3 separate regions of the Mus musculus genome follow, and regions 1 and 2 are each linked to region 3. The links are chromatin contacts, called in public HiChIP or PLAC-seq maps. All regions are on one chromosome and are shown on one strand. Each heading gives the region's core, a stretch centred on a gene start, on an enhancer-like site or on the middle of the called end of the contact. The rest is flanking DNA. Distances are from core to core; before and after follow the strand shown.

The links. HiChIP or PLAC-seq counts read pairs in DNA pulled down with a chosen protein or histone mark.
Region 1: an H3K27ac HiChIP or PLAC-seq map of microglia shows a contact between it and region 3, with 5 times the contacts expected there. The contact joins two enhancer-like sites. A contact is called at or near these places in 2 of 39 promoter capture datasets (embryonic stem cells and liver), 2 of 115 datasets of contacts at active chromatin or transcription factors (the 230-238 cell line and microglia) and 1 of 9 other capture datasets (pancreatic islet).
Region 2: an H3K27ac HiChIP or PLAC-seq map of microglia shows a contact between it and region 3, with 8 times the contacts expected there. The contact joins two enhancer-like sites. A contact is called at or near these places in 1 of 15 datasets of contacts at CTCF or cohesin (large pre-B cells), 26 of 484 Hi-C or Micro-C datasets (the 3T3-L1 cell line, B cells, CD8 T cells and 19 more) and 1 of 115 datasets of contacts at active chromatin or transcription factors (microglia).

What each region holds. Positions count from the first base shown.
Region 1 is chrX:20,305,432-20,308,895 of GRCm38.p6, forward strand. No RefSeq gene overlaps it. Among named protein-coding and RNA genes, the nearest start is that of Slc9a7, 15 kb to the left of the region's middle. Within about 2 kb of position 2,125, at least 23 of the 459 cell types and tissues checked have an H3K27ac peak or open chromatin away from gene starts, as enhancers often do. A contact at or near this core is called in microglia, where this site is marked.
Region 2 is chrX:20,343,549-20,346,698 of GRCm38.p6, forward strand. No RefSeq gene overlaps it. Among named protein-coding and RNA genes, the nearest start is that of Rp2, 19 kb to the right of the region's middle. Within about 2 kb of position 1,648, at least 10 of the 459 cell types and tissues checked have an H3K27ac peak or open chromatin away from gene starts, as enhancers often do. A contact at or near this core is called in microglia, where this site is marked.
Region 3 is chrX:20,145,452-20,148,617 of GRCm38.p6, forward strand. All of the region lies in intron 12 of Slc9a7 (solute carrier family 9 (sodium/hydrogen exchanger), member 7), which reads right to left. Among named protein-coding and RNA genes, the nearest start is that of Chst7, 87 kb to the left of the region's middle. Within about 2 kb of position 1,795, at least 8 of the 459 cell types and tissues checked have an H3K27ac peak or open chromatin away from gene starts, as enhancers often do. A contact at or near this core is called in microglia, where this site is marked.

The DNA.
Region 1 (3,464 bases), core at 875-3,374, 160 kb after region 3:
AGGATAGGCAGAAAGACACAGAAAAGCCTTTAACAGTGTTGTCTTCCTTCCTGTACAAAAGTACAGAGTCTGCACCTTTATATTTTAGTAGCCATGCTAGAGAAGCGCTACTTCAGACCCTATTCAGGTCTAGACTACCTTAGGAATATCTTCTGGAGGTTACCCTTATTCCCAGGATGGCTGTACATTCTTCATCTATGGCGTAGAAGAAAAGGGACTACTGAAAAGGAATGTAGCAGCTTTATTAGATGTACTTACGCTAAGTAACACAAACCTGCATCCCATGGCTAAACTATCTTGTTCATTTAGCAGGCATTTTATTCCTTTAGGATGTAAGAACTGCATCTCCTAATATGTTACAACTGACTGACAGATCCTAAAGCTCCAACTGTAAGGCCTAATTTCAGAGCAAGGCACAGCAGGAAACCTATCTCATTTAATCAAGAGAGCAAAATCTTCTCCAGCCTATTTCCCGGAACCCAGTCATGGAACTTGTTCATAGGTCTCATTGTTTGGAGCTTGTTAAGTGGCTACTTCTGGCTGCAAGAGAATCCAGGTCAGCAAGGAATAGGTTTGTCATAAATGGCTTAGTTGAGCTAGCAGACATTGTGTGGGCAGAGACTGTTGCTTCAAAGAAAGTCAAGGAACTATTATTAGCTGTAGAGCCAACTGATAAGGTCTGCCTCCTGATTAGTGCTGGGGCCCTTTGCTTAGAATGTGAGCCAGTGAGATGGCACTGCCCTTGCTAAGAGAATCCTGTCAGATCCAGGGCAAATGGATCTATTAGCACACCAAAGCACATGCTGGCCACCAAGTCCCCTCAGTTCCCTTGGCTTCTCTCCATTCTTTTCACCCTATCCCCTACCCTAATCTTCAGCCCAGGGGCTTCCCTTACCTTACTTCCCTCAGCTTCTCTTTCCTATATAACTCTGCCATTTCAGCCTAGGGCTTTTCTGGTTCTCTTTGACCTCTCGGTTCTTCTCGTGGTCCTCGGCTCCTCTCTTGCTCTGCTTGCCCTCTCCTCCCTCGTCTATTTCTTTCTCACTCTCCCCTAACCCCTCTCAGTTCTGTCTAGTGGCTTTTTCTAGTCCACCACTCTCTCCCCATGCTCTGGGCTCTTCTAGATGCCTCTGGCTCTACTCTTTCAAATCTACAATTAAAAACCTTCTCCAAAAAAAAAAATAAATAAATAAAGGGGGGGGGGAAGGGCTGGAGAGATGGCTCAGAGGTTAAGAGCACTGACTGCTCTTCCAGAGGTCCTGAGTTCAATTCCCAGCAACCGCATGGTGGCTCACAGCCACTTGTAAAGGGATCTGATATGTGTGTCTGAAGACAGCTACAGTGTACTCATATTCCTAAAATGAATAAATAATTGTTTAAAGAAAAATAAAAACCTTCTCGTCAGCCATACCTTCGAGCAGCCATGTCCTTTTTCATTCAGATCCTACTGTCATATTTGGGCATTTAGGGTTAGGATTGGCAGTTATTAGAGGCAAGAGGGGATGAGCAGACCCTCAGTGGGTTGGGGGTTTTCTTATGTTATCCTGAAAGTGTTTTGGATCTAGATAGAGAGAACTGTTACCAGTAAACTATATGCTTTCAATGGTGACTTTTATATTACATGAATTTCACCTCAGTAAAAAGTTTTCACTTCTCTTGAGGAAAAAAAAAACTAACACCCACCTTATGCAAATCATTTTTCTGCAGTATTTATACTTAACTTCCTACAAATGTTAAACTTGTGAACCGTGAAGAGAAAAGACCAAATCCACAACTGTCCAATTAAAGTAAAGTGCATTTATCCAGATCTGGGCAGCCAGCTGTCTCTCCCTAAATCAAAATGTGAGAGAACAACCCCACTGGCCTCTTGACGTCCCTTTTATAGGAGACATAATACTGTTTACCAGGGCAGGAGAGTTGGCTGCTCTAACTTTTTAGAAAGAGACAATGAAAGGGAAGGAAGAAGAGTAAGGATAGACATCACGTGAATAGAGTCACAAGTTTAGTGTAGGTTGAAAAACACGTTTTGCAATTTACATTAGATCTAAGAAACAGGAACTTAATCTTAATTACAAATGGAAACTTTAACTTGCAAAGGCTTAACACAGGACAAACAGGAACTTATTCTTTAAGTAGGATTTAACACAGGACAAACAGGAACTTATTCTTAACTGTCTTTACTGCAAATAGAACCCTTAACTGCACAATGTATCTTTCCTGTTTTGCTCTTCCATTAATTTGCAAGGTATTTTGCTCCTGCCTTGGTCTCAAAATTCATTGTGGTAGTAGTGATTTTAGTAAGAGCCTCACGGCTAATATGCAACCGAAGCAGAAGCAATTTGTTACCCTTCAACATCTTCTATTTCTTTCTTCCTTAGTAACTAAAACATAGGTAATGTGCCTAGCAAAAACAAACAACAAACAAATGGTCTAAAGAGATGTCTCAGTGGTGAAGTGTTCTCATTGCCCTTCCAGAAGACCAGCATTTACATGGGCAGCTTACAACTCAACTACCTATAACTCTAGGTAGTTATAGGTAGCCTTGGAGGGTACGCGTGCATACACACACAGTATATTGTTACAAAGACATGTACACACACAGAAATAAAACTAAAATAAGTCTATTTTTTTGAGACAGGGTTTTTTGTTTGTTTGGTTTTTGGTTTTTGGTTTTTTGTTTGGTTTTGTTTGGTTTTTTTCGACAGGGTTTCTCTGTATAGCCCTGGCTGTCCTGGAACTCACTTTGTAGACCAGGCTGGCCTTGAACTCAGAAATCTGCCTGTCTCTGCCTCCCAAGTGCTGGGACTAAAGGCATGCGCCACCACCGCCTGGCATAAAATAAGTCTTAAAAACAACAAAAGCAAACAACAGTCCACATTTTTCAGTCTCCCTTTCAATAGGGTGTTACCATGATTTAAAGCTGTGTTCATAGGAATGTGAGTGGGCTATTGGGTGAAACTTCCACGTAACACCTTAGCTAATCAGAACATTTTTATTCTCTCCTCCTTTGTTCTTTTCCTCCATCCTGAAAAAAAAATAGATGTGAGGTCTGGAGCACCACCAACCAATCTGGACCATAAACTAGTCATTAGCTAAAGATCATAAGGTAAAAGTGTAAGAAATGGATCACTAGCGAGAGCTCGATAGTGCTATAGCGCTCATGAAGCACATCTCCAGATTTCCTTTACCTGAGAGAAATAGGGAAAAATATTCTCTTGTTATCAGCTGCAGTGATGTTATTGTTTACAGCCAAGCTTACTCATAACAGATAAAGCAACATAACTCTTTGGATGATTCATTATTTATCAGTTTATTTAAGATAGTACAAGCTGGGCATATATTCTTCCAGGTGAAATGGACATATCTACAGCTTATAATTTGTTCTATAATATGTGCCACAGCCATGTATTTGGTCTGTCTGGTGGATATATCAAGTACAGATTTCTATCAACATGCCTAAGAGG
Region 2 (3,150 bases), core at 398-2,897, 200 kb after region 3:
TTATGTTGCAGAGGAAAGGCAATTTTCTATGCATTATGTCTAAGTTTCTACAAGACTGTTTTTGTTTTTGAGGCATGAGCACCCAACTGCCAGTAGTCAAGGAGATAGTATCATTACTGGAGTCTAGGAGCTGAAAACATCCAGATGTGTCCCATTATTAATTAATCTGTAGCACTATTTTTCCGTCTTATCTTCAAACACAGTCCCTTGCCACCCTGGTTATTAACAAGTAGCATAATTTATCCCTTAGAGGCCCTGGGGATGACATAATTCAGAACTACAAAACAAAGCAGAGAAGGATCATATATTTTACACCAGAACCTACTAAGAATGTTCATCAGGCATTTCTTGACAATGAACTATAATTTACAGTTTAACTTGTAACTTAGAGAACATGGAAACTGAGATGAGAATTATTGTTATTGAGTGTTTTTTTGGTTTGAGTTTTTTTGGTTTTGTTTTTGTTTGTTTGTTTTATTTTATTTTATTTGGTTGTGTTTCTTACAAAGCATACCTTCACTCTTCCACACTATATTCATTGTTCCTAATCCCTCGCCTTCCTGTTTCTCTCAAACACACTCCAGTCAGGCTATTGTCCCTACTTCTGTGTCAGAGCCCTTCCCATCTAAGTCCTTTAACAACCTCCGTTCAAACAAATCCTAGGATATTTAAGTCTATATAAAAGATTATTCCTTTGGCTTCTCTATTCTTCCTTTATCTCACTGATTTCTCATTAGTTTGGTTTTTTTTTTAACATTTTATCTTGGAATTAGCAACATAAATACTCCAGAGTGGATGTGTGTAGCCAACTTTACTCTTAGTTAGATGTCTACAATGAACATAATATATGATCAAAACCTGTTATTGCACACATTGTTGGGATTTCATGCAACCATCTTTTATGATATAGAAATGTGGCATGACCACAAAGAGATTTCTTTTGCCATCCCCTTATATTTGTGCTAGTTAGCTTTCCATCACTGTGACAAATCTCTGAGAGAAACAAAACCCCTTACAAGTCAGGGGGTTTGGGGGGGAGGGGGTGAGGGACTTTTGGGATAGCATTGGAAATGTAATTGAAGAAAATACGTAATAAAAAAAATAAATAAATAAATTTTTAAAAAAAGTCAGAGGGTTGGGGTGTGGCTATGAAGCCCTGGATTTAATTGCTAGCCCTGCAGGAAATACAACAAGAAGAAAGATTTAGTTTGATGAAAGACTTCATTCCAAAGTAGATGGATCTTCTGCTTGCTTTTAGCTTGAGGAAAGACAGAATTTGATGATAGTGAGCAGAAACATATGGCAGGGTCGGCTCTCTTCCTGGTAGTGATGAGCCAACTTGGCTCCATATTAAAATTAGAAGTCATCCTGTTACAAGGTCAAAATAAGTTTGCTTCTGTTTTCTGTAAAGCTTAGATTTATGGTTTTTGGAATTTGGACTGTCTGTACCTTGAGCCTTGGAATTCTTCTTGGTCCAGGACCCAAACTGTGCCTTGGGCTTCACACCTCTACCCTCATAAGATAAAATGTTCTGTCAAATAATTTTGAGATATTCTGACAAGTTTCTATGTAACTAAAACTCCTCTGGAAATCCCCAGCCCTTGGAAACCCCCTAGCCTTGCAGTTTTGAGGCTATAAAAACTCCACTTCTCCTATTTTGGGGACAGTCCTCTCAAATCCTGCATTTAGAGAGAGGCAGTCACCAGACCAGCTATATTGTGCACATATAAAAAAGTTTGCTAAGAATTTGACTAATTTTGGTAGTGGTCTTTACTCTTGTTTGGTAGAATTAACAGTAGCTAGGAAGCAGAGACAAGACAAGATTGGGGTCACATATATTTAAGAACATACTTCCAACAGCCCATCACCTCCACTCAGGCCTTCATTACCTTCCACAGTTCCACCACATACTGATAGTCTATTCAAAATTTGAATATATCATTGTACTAATCTATTGATGAAGACATAGTGTGGTGAATAGTTAGCTTTAACTTGGCACAATCTAGAATCACCTGGGAGGAGAATACCAGTGAAAGACTATCTAGATGAAGTTGGCTTGTAAGCATGTCTGTGGAGTATTATTTTGATTACCTTACTTGAGGTGTGGAGACAAGCCTACTGTAGGAGGCACCATTCCCTAAGCAGGAGATTCTTAACTGTGTAAGAATAAAGAATTCAAGCTCAGGACAATATTAAATCCTTCTTTTCTGCCTTTTGACTACCATGCAATGTAATCAACTGTCTCTAGCTCCTGCCACTGTTACTTCCCCAAAATGATGGTGTTTTCAATTGCTTCTTTACCTTGTTTTTGTTGTTGTTGTTTTTGTTTGTTTATTTGTTTTTTGAGACAGGGTCTCACTATGTAGCCCTGACTGGCCTGGAACTTGCTATATAGACCAGGCTGAACTCAAACTCATAGAGACAAGCCTGCCTTTGACTCCCAAGTGCTGGGATTAAGGGACCAAAATATGACACCTGACTCCTCCTTGTTTATTAAGACAAGGTCTTTCACTGAACCTTTAGCTTGAAGATTAAACTAATTGGTTGAGCAGAAAGCCCCCAGGATACACTTGTCTCTACCTCCCCAGCTCTGGAATTACTGGTATGTGTCATTATTCTTAGCTTTTCATATGAGTGCTAGGAATCTAGAGTCAGGTCCTTGTGCTTTTGTGGAAAACACTTCATTGACTAAGCCACCTCCCCAGCCCTAAAGTTTATTTTTATGGTTTGTGCCATTTCTTGAATTTTTGGTTTGTGGATGTTTAAGTTTTATCATAGATGCCCAAAACTATTAATTATTTTAAAATCTTTGTTTTTCCTCTGGTTCATTTTGGATATTTTTCTGTTGTCTATCTTTTGTAGACTGGCTCTTTTCTTTGTCTCCAATCTGGCATTGCACACATCTAGTGAGCTTTTAAATTTTTATTATTATTATTATTTTTTTTTTAATGTATGAGTGCTCTGCTACATGTACACCCGAATGCCAGAAGAGGGCATCAGATCCCTTATAGGAAGTCCTGAGCCACCACGTGGTTGCTGGGAATTGTACTAAGAACCTCTGGGCCTGAAAGTGGTAGCTTCCACATTAAATCCTAACACTTGGGAGGCAGAATTTCTGAGTTCGAGACCAGCCTAGTCTACAGAGTGAGT
Region 3 (3,166 bases), core at 545-3,044:
GTTCCTCAGAAAATTGGACATAGCACTACCTGAGGACCCAGCTATACCACCCCTGACATATACCCAGAAGATGCTCCAACATGTAATAAGGACACATGCTCCACTATGTTCATAGCAGCCTTATTTATAATAGCCAGAAGCTGGAAAGAACCCAGATGTCCCTCAACAGAGCAATGATACAGAAAACGTAGTACATTTACACAATGGAATACTACTCAGCTATTAAAAAGAATGACTTCATGTAATTTGCAGGCAAGTGGATGGTACTGGAAAATATCATCATGAGTGAAGTAACCCAGTCACAAAATCACATATGGTATGCACTCTCTGATAAGTGAATATTAGCCCAAAAGTTCAAAACACCCAAGACACAATTCACAGACCATATGAAGCCCAAGAAGAGGGAAGACCAGAGTGTGCTTCAGTTCTTCTTAGATGGGGGAACAAAATACTCACAGGAGGAAATATGGAGACAAAGTGTGAAGCAGAGACTGAAGGAAAGGCCATCCAGAGACTGCCCCACCTGCAGATCCATCCCATATAGTCACCAAACCTGGACGCTATTGTGGATGCTGGGAAAAGCTTGCTGATTGGAGCCTGATATGGCTGTCTCCTGAGAGGCTCTGCCAGAGCCTGACAAATACAGAGGTGAATACTCACAGCCAACCACTCCACTGAGTTCAGGGTGCCCAATGGAGGAGTTGAAGAAGGAACTGAAGGAGCTGAGGGGATTTACAGCCCCATGGAGGGAGCAACAGTGTCAACAGGCCAGACGTCCCCCACCCCCAGAAGCTCCCAGGGACTGTACAACCAACCAAAGAGTACACGTGGCTGCATATGTAACAGAGGATAGCCTTGTTGGACATCAGTGGGATGAGCACCCCTTGGCCCTGAGGTTGTTCGATGCCCCAGTGTAGGGGAATGCCAGGGCGGGAAGATGGGAGTAGGTGGATGAGTAGGGGAACACCCTCTTAGAGGCAGGGGGGGGGGATGGGATAGGAGGTTTCTGGAGGGGAAAATGAGAAAGGGGATAATATTTGAAATATAAAGAAAATATCCAATAAAAAAGAATCTATTTTTAATTTTTTTAAAAAGATTAAAGAAAATATCAAGTCACAAACACTGTTACATAAAGAACCCAAGATTTCTTCTTATCTATATTCCTTATGCTATCTTTAAGAGAATGTTGCCATAATTTCTCAGTGTAATACAATTAACACCAGAGTGTTTGTACTTGCCCTTGAATGAGTATATTACTTCCCTGTGGGCTTCACTGCCTCCCTACCCACTGTGCTCCAAGAGAATGGCCATTATACCACCACAATGTGTTTGTGATACATAGAATGTTCATTTGTTCAAAAAATTCCATAACCCCTCTAAGTTGTCAAATTTATGTCCTTTGTAAATAACAGCACTTACGCCAGAGACTAAAAATAATAGCAGTTTATATATTAACTAAAATGTTTGAGCATTTCCCATTACATTTTAAAATATCAAAATACTAATTTAAAATATAAATTGGCCTTATTATGGACACAAGTGACCTGGCTTTGGAATTATAATTATACTCATAGTTTTTCTTCATAAACAGACTTGAAGTTAGCCATGGTCAAGAAACACAGCTTACCAGACATGGGGGCACAATTAATCCCAGCATTCTGGAGGCAGAAATGGGTGGATCTCTGTGTGTTTGAGGCCAGCTTGGTCTACACAGTAAGTTCCAGGAAAGCTGAGGCTCCATAGAGATACACTGTCTCTCCCACTTCCCCCAAAAATGAAAGAAACCACAGCTAGTATCTAGTTATTTATAGAAGAACTCTAAGATCTGCCTTAGTACTACTTCTGAGCAACTGCCTACACTCATCAGCAGTTGAAGAAATAAGGAACAAGTAAGAAAATAGGCTCTACTTGAAAATGACCCTACTGAGTTCATAGGGTCAAAATACCATAATGAATATCAGGGGGTTTCTGAGTCAATTTAAAATAAGAACTTGGTTACAGAAATACTTGAGGTCGCTAAGTAACATCATAAGCCACAAGCCAAGAAAAACCAACCATTCTCATTACCTTATTTTGGAAAGAATTTCTTTTGGTACAATTTATGTAAATGTCAGTGCCTATACTTAAATAATCACTACTAATACACATCTGACAAAATATTATGAGTGGGTAACATATATAGTTTTCAACAATAATACATGACATGTTGCTTCACTTGAGTTTGTGGTTGAGCTGAGGAAAAAAACCAAGAAGGATAGAAATAAAATACAGGAACAGAAATCAGTAAAATGAAAATCAGAGAAATGATAAAATAACTGGAACAAACAAATAATTTAAAAAACAAATAAAAATGCTTATATGAAAAAAAAAATCCACCAGCCAGGCATAGTGGCATATGCCTTTGAATCCAGGAGAGACTAAGGCAGGTGGATCTCTGTGAGTTCTATGTCAGCATGCTCTACATAGTGACTTCCAAAACAGTCAGGGCTAAATAATGAGACCCTATGTCAAAAAATAAATAACAAAAAATCCTCCTCACAAACCCCTAGCATGTCTGACAAAAACTATTAGGGATGAAATTTGTTCCAAATTATTAGGAATTATTAGGAATAAAATGTAGTATTAATAATAGTAATAGTAATGATAATAATGAAGTAGATATCACTATAAAACCCCAGAAACATCTATAGGACAATCAAGGAACAATATGTGTTCCTAGCACAATAATTAGGGTTACTATTGCTGTGATGAAACACCATGACAAAAAAGCAACTCAGGGCTTTTCTCATCTTTATGCACACAAGCCCTTTCTCCTTCTCCCCACCCTCTCCTCTCTCCCCATGGTGACTCCCCCAGCCTCAATCCTCGAAGTCAGAGAGCTCACCCAAAGGCAGCTTCTCAATAAAGCTACCTTTAATATAATCTAAAATATAATTTTTTAAACAAAAAAGCAAGTTGGGGAAGAAAGGATTTATTTGGCTTACACTTCATACTGCCATTCATCACCAAAGAAAGCTAGGACAGGAACTCAAGCAGGGCAGAAACCTGAAGGCAGGAACTGATGCAGAGGCCACGGAGGGGTGCTGCTGGTTCAGCTTTCTTTCTTTCTTTTTTTCTCTTCTTTCTTTCTTTTCTTTTTTTCTTTTCTTTTTGTTTAGTTTTGTTT